Linked DNA regions of Mus musculus: region 1 is linked to region 2. A link is a contact called in public promoter capture Hi-C data. All regions are on one chromosome and are shown on one strand. Each heading gives the region's core, a stretch centred on a gene start, on an enhancer-like site or on the middle of the called end of the contact. The rest is flanking DNA. Distances are from core to core; before and after follow the strand shown. Region 1 holds the start of Kctd17 (potassium channel tetramerisation domain containing 17). Region 2 holds the start of Arhgap39 (Rho GTPase activating protein 39).

Region 1 (4,929 bases), core at 279-2,778, 1.6 Mb after region 2:
ATGAACTTATCTCTGATGGATGCTTTTGGTGTCTGTGGCCAGGTACTTATAACAGGGCCCTGCCTGGAGGACATCACAGGTATATGTGCAGCCCGAAGGAGGAAGATCTGACCTCCATCCTTTGCAAGGGGTTTGCCCCTCTCACCTCCCCAGTGATGGGTCAGCTTGACACAGTTTAGAATCACCTGTGAAGAGAGCTAGTGATGAATTGTCTGAATCAGGTGGGCATGACTGTAGGAGATTGTCTTGATTACATTAATTGATGTGGGAAGACACAGCCCACTGTGGGAGACACCATTCCCTAGGCTTCAGCCCAGGACGGTGTAAGAGTGGAGACAGTGAGCTGAGTACAAGCATACATTTGTTCTCTCTCTGCTCTTGATTGTGGATGTGGCTAGCTGCCTCGAGGTCCTGGAACCTAGACTTCCCTATAGCAAAGAGCTCATATGGAATTATGAGCCAAATAAACCATTTTCTTCCTACGTTAGCTTTTGGCAGGATGTTAATATTACATCAACAGAAAGTGAAACTAGGCCATCCCTAAGTCAGGTCTTTTTGTACCTGCTGTGTTGTCCTAAAAGGAACAACTGTCCTCAGGAACTCACTGAACAGTGGGGTGAGAACAGCAGTGACCATGTCCCCCAAACAGGATCCTCCCCCTCCCCTGTTTCCTCTCCATTCTGCTAGCCCAGCAATCACCTTGAATGCCAATGCTAGAGTGACCATTTCCAAACCCTAAGCCCATTCCTCCTTTGCTGAGAGCTTTGGAGCCTCCCCAGTCCTGCTGCACACCCCACACTCCCATCAAGGAAAGGCATCTGGGGGGCCTGGGCATCTCAGCATCATGGGGGAGGGGGCTATTCTAAAACTCCCCTTCCCCACTTTGTAGAGCCGATCCATGCCTCATCTCCAAGCTTCAGGTCAAGCACATATGGAAGCCAAGTGGCACCAGAGAAGCCAGTACCTGAACTTCATCTTCTGAACGTTCACTCTTTAAGCAGACTCCGTAGCATTCAGACTAGACCAAGACTGGCATCCAGAGCAACCCGGCAGGGATGCAGGAAGCTTAAAGGAGTCATATGTATGCTCACACAGCTTCTGGCACACAGAAACGTTCAGCCAGCCCTAAGCCCAACTACATATCCTCAAAGAATTTAGGAAGAGGTGGTGACTATACCTCATCCCCGTGGTCTTTGCCACACACGGGACAAAAAAGAAACACTGCTGATGTGGCTCATGCACGCATATGCACACACGCACATGCTCACACACAGGCGCGTGCGCCTATTTTTAAAAGTAGGTTCAGGTAAATATAGGAATTTCTGGAGGAAGAAAGTTCTTCTCAGGTCAGGTATTCCTCAGCTGGGGCCCCCGTACAAAGCAGAACAAATGGGGGGGGATAGCCAATGAGGAAATCACTGTTTTCGCAGGGCCTTCTGCAAACCAAGCAGTCTGGCCACACGGAGAGACCAGATGATAGATCACCAAGAAAGGCAATGTGGGGCGGGACGTGCTGTCCGAGCAACACCAGGACAAGCGCAGAGCATCCCAGCCCTGGCTCCAGACTACAGCTCCCGGCATGCCCTGCACCTGGTACTCGCCCGCGGCGTGCGGAGGGAAGGATGCAGACAACGCGGCCGGCGATGAGGATGGAGGCCGGGGAGGCAGCGCCACCGGTGGGGGCGGGCGGCCGCCCCGGGGGCGGCTGGGGCAAGTGGGTGCGGCTGAACGTGGGGGGCACGGTGTTCCTGACCACCCGCCAGACGCTGTGTCGGGAGCAGAAGTCCTTCCTCAGCCGCCTGTGTCAGGGCGAAGAGCTTCAATCGGACAGGGTGAGCCCTGAGCCCGCTGACAGGGGGGTCCTGGCCCCGCGCTCCCGGGCTGTCCCGCCTGCGCGTCCCTCGGCCTCTGGCTTTCCTAGGATTCTGAGGCGGGGAGCCGAGGCAGGAGGAGGGGGAGGAAGAGGAGCCGAGAGGAATAGCTATACCCATTGCCGTGGCAACGGGACAGCACAGGCCGCAGCCATTTAGAGCTTTGGAGAGCTGCCCCAGATCCGGGACGCTTCCTTACTGTGGAGCGCTGGGGAGGGACCAACAAACCGGGCCTGCCTTACTGCCCTGGCTGACTCTTAAAGGAGTTGATGCGGCTGCTTCTCCCCGCCCTTAGGGTGTGGGCAGCTGAAGGGTACAAGGAACTAGATGGAGGAGGCCTGGGTGTCTTGGAGCTGGGCTTAATGTAGGGAAGAGCACTGGCTTTGGAGCTATCACTTGTGGGCTCACCCTGCTCTCCTGCCAAATTCCCAAATGACCAGGGAGGAATCGGGAGGAGAGGGGAACTTCCCTGCTCTCTGACTTTGGCCTCCTAGTGTGCAAGGCCTCTGGAGTTGGCTTGTCAAAGTCCCCTGTCCCCCATTCTGTGGCCCTCTTACACTGTGCCCTTGGGTGAGTCCCCTGTCCCTTGATGTCTCCGTCTTCTGTGCTGGGTTGTCCAGATCCCAGTCCTCCCTGCAGGCTGCACTTGTCCAATCAGAGTGCAGCTTCTTTGGAAACTTGCAAACATCTAGTGAATAGTGGGGTTGGCTGGGGGTGGGGGTGGGCGCGGTACACAGCCTCCAAGAGGGAAACTTTCCTAAGAGGGAAATTCACTGGGTCCTGTGCTGAGAGAGAGGTAAGGGGCCACTCAGGAATCCGGTCACCCTCTATACTCACATCTAATCCTCTGACTATGGGAGAAAGAAGCAACGCTCCAGAGGCCAGATGATTGGCTCAAGGTCACACAGCCTGGAAAAGGCAGAGGCAGGGTTCGAACCCAGATCCTTACTGCTTTCTTCCTGCTTCCTCTCTCCCTGTAGCCATTCTTCCAGCCAGCCTGTGGTGACTTGAGTTTATGTGTGTGTGTGTGTATGTGTGTATGTGTGTGTGTGTGTGTGTGTGTTAGGAGGGGTGGGGGTGGCTGGCTTGGGGAAGCTTGCACACCCCTCACTTCCTGTGGTCATCTCCTCCACAGGATGAGACCGGGGCCTACCTCATTGACCGTGACCCCACCTACTTCGGGCCCATCCTGAATTTCCTCAGGCATGGAAAATTGGTGCTGGACAAGGACATGGCCGAGGAGGGTGAGTTGGTCCATTGCGCTGGTCTGGGTCTCTACAGCCTACCGGAGCCTTCAGGGGAGGCCTAAAAAAATTGTCTTGAAGCCAGGACAGTGGCTACATTTCCCCATTATTTTCTGCCTGTCCCAGAGTGGAGTCCCATTCTCCAGGTCTCGGCAAGACCGACAGACCCCCGTGGTCACTGGGTAAATGGCAGGGAAACAGGAAGTGGTAAAAAGGAAGCCAGCCAGGTCCTGAAACATCTGTAGCCTTTGGGAATGTACGTCCTTCCTCCCTGGCCTCTGGCAAGCCAGGCGTAGCCTGTGATGCTCCAGGCTGGATGGGGGAAGGGTTGGGTCTTTTTTCTCGGCCTTACTCTGTGTCTCCCAAGCAAGGGCTTCCCATCAGCCAGGAGGCAAAGTTAGTGGTTCTCCCCCATAGCTGGCAGCCTCTACGGCCCAGTGGCTTGTTGGGGAGAACTTTGGCCTTTCCCAGACCCCTGGAGGCTCATATCCGGGCCCAGCTGATGTGGAATCGGGGTGGGGAATAGATCAGAGCAAGGACCACAGTCATCCCCAAACCAGCTCTCCTCGGTACACTTGAGCTCTGGACCAGGCTAGCTCAGACGTGTCAGTTTTCTTTGAGTCTCTCTTGGTGTCTCCAAAAATACCAAAAAAACAAAAACAAACAAACAAACAAAAAAGGCATCACGACCCACATTCAGAAGACTGTGTGTTGGGACAGATGGGTCCTGTGTACCTGTGGGTGTTTTACACGGCCCTCGCTCTAGGCTATGGTCCTCTCCAGCTGACCCCAGTGGAGTACGGTGATCCAAAGGCTCCCCAAAGGACATCACGCTTAGGGCTTACTGTAGGTAGCTAGCTCTGCGTTAGCCTGCTGAAGCTGCCTAGCAGTCTGAGGGGAAGCGATCACGTGGGTGGGGCCTGGGCTCAGGAGCAGGTCCCTCTGGGAGGCTCATACTCCAGCTGCGTCACAGCTAATACCTGTTTACAGGTTCTAGCGCCTCAACGCTCTGTGCTCTCCTACCCTCAGATGCTCTCCTACCCTCAGATGCTCTCCTACCCTCAGATGCTCTCATACTCTCAGATGCTCTCCTACCCTCAGATGCTCTCCTACCCTCAGATGCTCTCATACCCTCAGATGCTCTCATACCCTCAGATGCGGTGGTGGTGGTGGGGTTATCTGGAGAGATGGAGTTCTCAAGGAGGCAGTGGAAATGTTAGTTTAACCTCTCTGGGTCTGTGAAGGGTAGAAACAGTTGTGCCCGACTCAGTAAACACTGGGGAGGTAGAAGGGAGTTTCTCACAGCTCGGAGCTGCCTAGCCTGGGGTACACAGCTTGCTGTTCCTCTCTGCCAGAGATTTCTGTCTGTCACTCTGGGCAGTAGTCCTTGCTGGCTGTCCCTTGAGGCAGGTACTAGTTGAGCATTCATAGAGAATGCCCTCACCCCCTGGCCCCAGACCCAGTTACAGCCGCAATGCCTAGGGAAGTACAGGGGATTCTAAGTACAGGGATTCTAATGACAGCCACCGATCCCTCCCTGCTCTGCAGGCTGTGATTCGAGGTCACTGTGCTAGCATGGGGGCTTCTAGCCTGACCCCTCCTGCTCCTGACAACAGCCCACTTGCATGGTCCACGCAGGCAGGGAGTCATTGGCTGTCAGCCTTTCTGTCAGACCTCTCACTTCCTTGGACTTCTGTCCTCATGACTCTTCACCTCCAGCAGGGCAGAGTCCCTCCCTCCATCACGTGGTTTTTAGGTTTCAAAGGTTAAGTTTTGAGAGGACGTAGACACTCTGTGATGGTCCCTGAGCCTAG
Region 2 (4,655 bases), core at 1,118-3,617:
TCCGGTAATTTACCAAGGCCCGCTACCATACAGGTAAAACCTGGCTCTCATTTTGTTACTTACGTCTTCAGTGTCAAAGTTTATCCTTAATAAGGTTACCTTTCTTAATTCAAAGGTAACACTGTGCAGTACAACACTGTAGGCCTGGCTCTCACTGCCCAGGGCCTGCATGCCCCCTTCCCTCTGGCAACACCAAGCTCACGTCTCCCGGTCAGCACTGTGGCAATCTGTGTGCTGCACGAGAGGTTTCCTTACCAAAGAGACTTTTAAAGCAACTCTATGCAATTAATTTATCTAAGTGTATAAAATTGTTCTTTTTTTCTTTAGAAAGATTTGCTTCCAACCAGCTAGATGTGTGTGTCAGTGCGTATGGGCACTTTGATATGAGAGATAACTCCTAAAATTTATCTTCTGACCTCTACTCGACAGAGCTGGCACAAACATAAAATGAAAATAATTAAACACACACACACACTAGCCCATACACACAAAATGAAAATAATTACATGTATGCACACACACATACATACTTGCACACACACAAGTACTTTGTGCCAAGCATGGCAATGCATGCCAGACAAGATCATGAGTTTGAAACCTACCTGAGCACATAGCAAAATTCAGACGAAATTACAATTTTAACACACACACACACTTAGTTTATGCACTTTGTAACACACAGTCCAACCTATACCTAACCCTGACAGCTTGCAATTTCGTAGCAAGAACAATTCCTAACACTCAAAACTTCCCAGGTGTGAAAAATTTTACAAGTCTTAAGTCACAGAGTCCTCACAACAGCATTCTGAGACCAATACTATTAGTGTACCCATTTTACAGCCAAGAAACCAAAGGCAGAGAGACCTTACCTAATACCACAAAGCCAGTAAAGGAGGAGTCATGACTCAAGGGCGGTCAGTCTGGCTCCAGAACCAGCACTCATTTTCACTCTGCTCCAGACTCTTACAAGACAGCTGATTAGACCACGAGCTGGAAGGAGTCACATCTCTCTATTCCCTCCTAGGCACTCAGAATCCCTTGAAGACTGGCTTTCCGGACTATCCAGTCACACCTCTCCTTCTAATTCCCTTCCCCCCACGTTCGTTGTAAAAAGGGGAGCAGGGACAAAACCACCTGCTGTTTACAGACTGCGCCCAGGACGCAGTGCTCAATTGCCCTCCCTAGCTCCCAAAGACAAACGTCCGTATTGTCTGCACCACGGGAGGAACTGAAGCCTTGCAACTGTACGTTTTTCTGCAGAGGTCACTGGAGGCCTGGCCAACCCGAACAACACTGAAGGGGGAGGGGGTCCAGCCGCATTTTTGCGGCTGAAGGTTGCGTAGCGCCCACAGCAGCTGCGGTGAGCAGCAGCATGGAACACACCCACAGCTGCCGCGCCCGAAGCGGGCAGCACGTTTTAAAATAAAGACAGCCTGCCTGGCCCGGGATGCACAGCCTGCCGGCTCGCAGCCCCCACCCACCCCACGCCTGCCAAACAGCAGGCGCCCAGGGAGTTCCAAGTCTGAAAGGCCGGGGAGAGGACCACCCGAGCCTGCCGCAGAGGCCCTGCCGCGAAGCCAGGGCGCACCACGCGCAAGCAAGCCACGACCCGACCCAGAGACGCCCACCGACTGCCGGGCATCGCGGACAAAGCCTAGCCCGCAAGATCCTCGTTCGGCAAGCACTATCTCTCACCACCCCCAAACGGACCGGAGCCCAGTGCACAGAAAGGGCACAAGCACACCACCGGCTCTGGGCCTGGACACAGAACGCACGCACACCTGTCCTCGGGCTGACTACACACACCTGTCTGCAGGCCGGGCACCCTCACATCTCACACCCACCATCAGGTCCACCCCAACCCCAACCACCTCAAGCAAAGGGCTCGCACACAACTATCTTGGCCAGGGACACACACGCACTCACGCCCATCCAAAGGCCGGGCACGCGTGCAGACCATGGCACCCTCACACCCACCACCCTCGGGCCCCTGCTCTTACGCAAACCCGCCTTCACACTCCCTGGCCCTTGGCCGCGGCGTCCTCCTGCGGACCCTCCCCTACCGGGTCACCTGGGGCCCCGATTTCTAGCACGACTGGACTGGGGGGCCTCCGCCTGGGCCAGGCCGTGGGGCCGCAGCGAGGCCTCTCCGCCATCTTCCCGGCCCGCGCCGCCCACCTCCCGCGCTCTCACCAGCCGGCCCTGCGCCCGGAGCGCCGCCACTGCCCCTCATCACCGACCGCACGCTGCGCCCCAGCTCCCGGCGGCTCCCGGCCGCCGTCGCCGCCGCAGCCAGCGCTTCACGTCCTGGGTCTCCGCCGCTGGTCCAGTGCGCTGCGGCCGCGCGTCCCCCGTCACCAAGCGCAACCCCCCGCCTCCGACTCCGCCCCCGCGAGGATGGTGGCGCCGCCAGGGGGCGCCGCCCGCGAGGCTGCAATGCGCCTGCGCCACCGCGCAGCCCCTCGGGAGCTCCGAGGGAGCCTTGCCTCTGTCGGAGGCCCCGCCCCCGATGCCGCGCTAGCCGGCCGTTCCGCTCTCACCTGTACCCGCCCACTTCTGGAGGTCTGGGTCACCTCAGGTGTGTCCTAACGTGGGTGTGGCGTGACTCTATTAGTTCTAGCCCTGCTGGGGTTCCTAAGCTTGAGATATACCTCTTCCTTGACTCTGGAAAGGTAGCTATTGTCTAAAATACTCTGCGTATTCCATGTTTGTAACTTCCCTTTATTATTTTCCTCCTTTTATTTCCTTGACTATTCTCGTAGTAACTCAGGCACAGCTTTAAATGTGCTCTCTTTTCTATTTTTTTTTTTTTTTTTGTAATGTGTATTGTGTGTGAAGCATGTGCACGCACGTGCCAACAGTGTCCGTGTGGAAATCGGAGGACAACTCCTTTCACCATGGGTTCTAATGACGGAACTCGCATCATCAGGCTTGCACAGAGAGCACCTCTACCCACTCCATGGCCCTTTTAACTTCTTATTAATTTTTTTTAAGAGAGAGAATTTCAGATGGCCCAGGCTGACCTTCAACTTCCCTATGTAGCGAAGGATGACTTTGAAACTCTAATCCCGTCTTCATCTCTCTTGTGCGAGGATTACAGGCACCATATCCGGTTTACACAGCTGAGGAGGTGAAACCCATTCTAGGAAAGCCCTTTACCTACTGAGCTACATCCTCAGCTGCCATTTGGGTTTTTTGTATTTGACGAGCTCTTGCTCTGTGTACCCGGGCTGGCCTCAAACTTAAAATCCGTCTTTAACACATTACAAGTGCGTTTGTCACCCTCCCAGACTTCGGAATATTCAGTGTTGTTGTTGTTGTTTTTGTTTGTTCATGTTTTCGTTTTTTGAGACAGGTTTCTCTGTGTAGCCCCGGCTGTCCTGTAACTCGATCAGTAGACCAGACTAGCCTCAAACTCAGAGCTATCTACCTGCCTCACTTTGCTAGTGCTGAAATTAAAGACGTGGGCCATTACTGCCCGACACCAGTTCTTTACTTTAAAAAGAAAAACACACACACACACACACAAAAAAAAAACCAAACTTTTTTTTTACCTTGGCTTGACAATTAAGAGTAAATACTGCTCTTCCTGAGGATTCAAGTTCAATTCCCAGCATCCATGTCAGGTGACTCAAAACCACCTATAATGCCTGACAGAGGTGGCACATGCCTTTAATCCCAGCACTTGGGAGGCAGAGGCAGGCGGATTTCTGAGTTCAAGGCCAGCCTGGTCTACAGAGTGAGTTCCAGGATAGCCAAGGCTATACAGAGAAACCCTGTCTCAAAAAACCAAAAAACAAACAAACAAACAAAACAAAACAAAACACCTATAACTCCAGCTCCATGAGATCAATAGTATTCATGTGTACACACACACACACACATTTTTTAAAATGGTGAAAATGAGCCTTCAGAATATTTTGCTTATTTAGTTTGTATGTCTGTAGGGCTGCATGTGTCAAGACCTCTGTAGAGATGTCAGAAGACAAACTCTAAAGGAGTCATTTCTCTTCGGCTATTGAGTCCCGAGGATGGAACTTGGGCCATCAAGCTAGTGGCAGGTCATCTCCAGCTCATGTCTTCATTTCTCTGTGTCGTATTTAAATTCCACTTGCAGACAAATAAAATGGCCCAAAGCTCTTCCAGGACTGCACACAGCGTTCCATCTGTATCCAGACCAAGAGAGCTCAGAGCCTTCCACACCCCGCAGTGCTGCAGACCCAAGCCCTGGGGATCTCCACTGTGCTCACACTTAGCACGTCCTTGCTGAGTCATCCTGGGCTCTGCTCTTAGGTATGGATGAGGGCTCCTGCTCTGTCTCCAGCCCCCTCAGCAATGCGGCTGGAAACAGACGTTCTAAATGCTGCAGAAAGGAACGCACAAGCAGCAAGGCTATTTATCTTTGCAAAAATGAAATTAACCGGGCTAGCAAGTCCTCGAGGGCCAGAAGCTCACTTCGAGTGTATCCTAAGGCAGGTGGTGACTGTGTCTTTTTTCCTATTGCCTGGGGTCACCTCATAGTCTTTTCCTGATTCAGCCTGATTCAGTTTAAAAAGATTCAGCTTGGAGTAAATGAAAGGGAGAGGGTGAGGTGTCAGCTGCTGCAGATCACGTTTGGGAACTGGAGGAGGGCAGGGCCTTTGTGGAAAGAAAAG

What was found. Promoter capture Hi-C pulls out the DNA fragments that hold promoters and counts their contacts.
Region 1: a contact with region 2 is called in a promoter capture Hi-C map of cranial neural crest. The contact joins the promoter of Kctd17 here to the promoter of Arhgap39 in region 2. A contact is called at or near these places in 2 of 39 promoter capture datasets (cranial neural crest and erythroid cells).

The regions. Positions count from the first base shown.
Region 1 is chr15:78,427,036-78,431,964 of GRCm38.p6, forward strand. It overlaps Kctd17 (potassium channel tetramerisation domain containing 17), which reads left to right and starts at 1,529. Exons shown (of 8, transcript NM_001289671.1): 1 at 1,529-1,832; 2 at 3,007-3,115. The coding sequence starts at 1,623.
Region 2 is chr15:76,815,799-76,820,453 of GRCm38.p6, forward strand. Arhgap39 (Rho GTPase activating protein 39) reads right to left here and starts at 2,368. Exons shown (of 12, transcript NM_001168288.2): 1 at 2,194-2,368.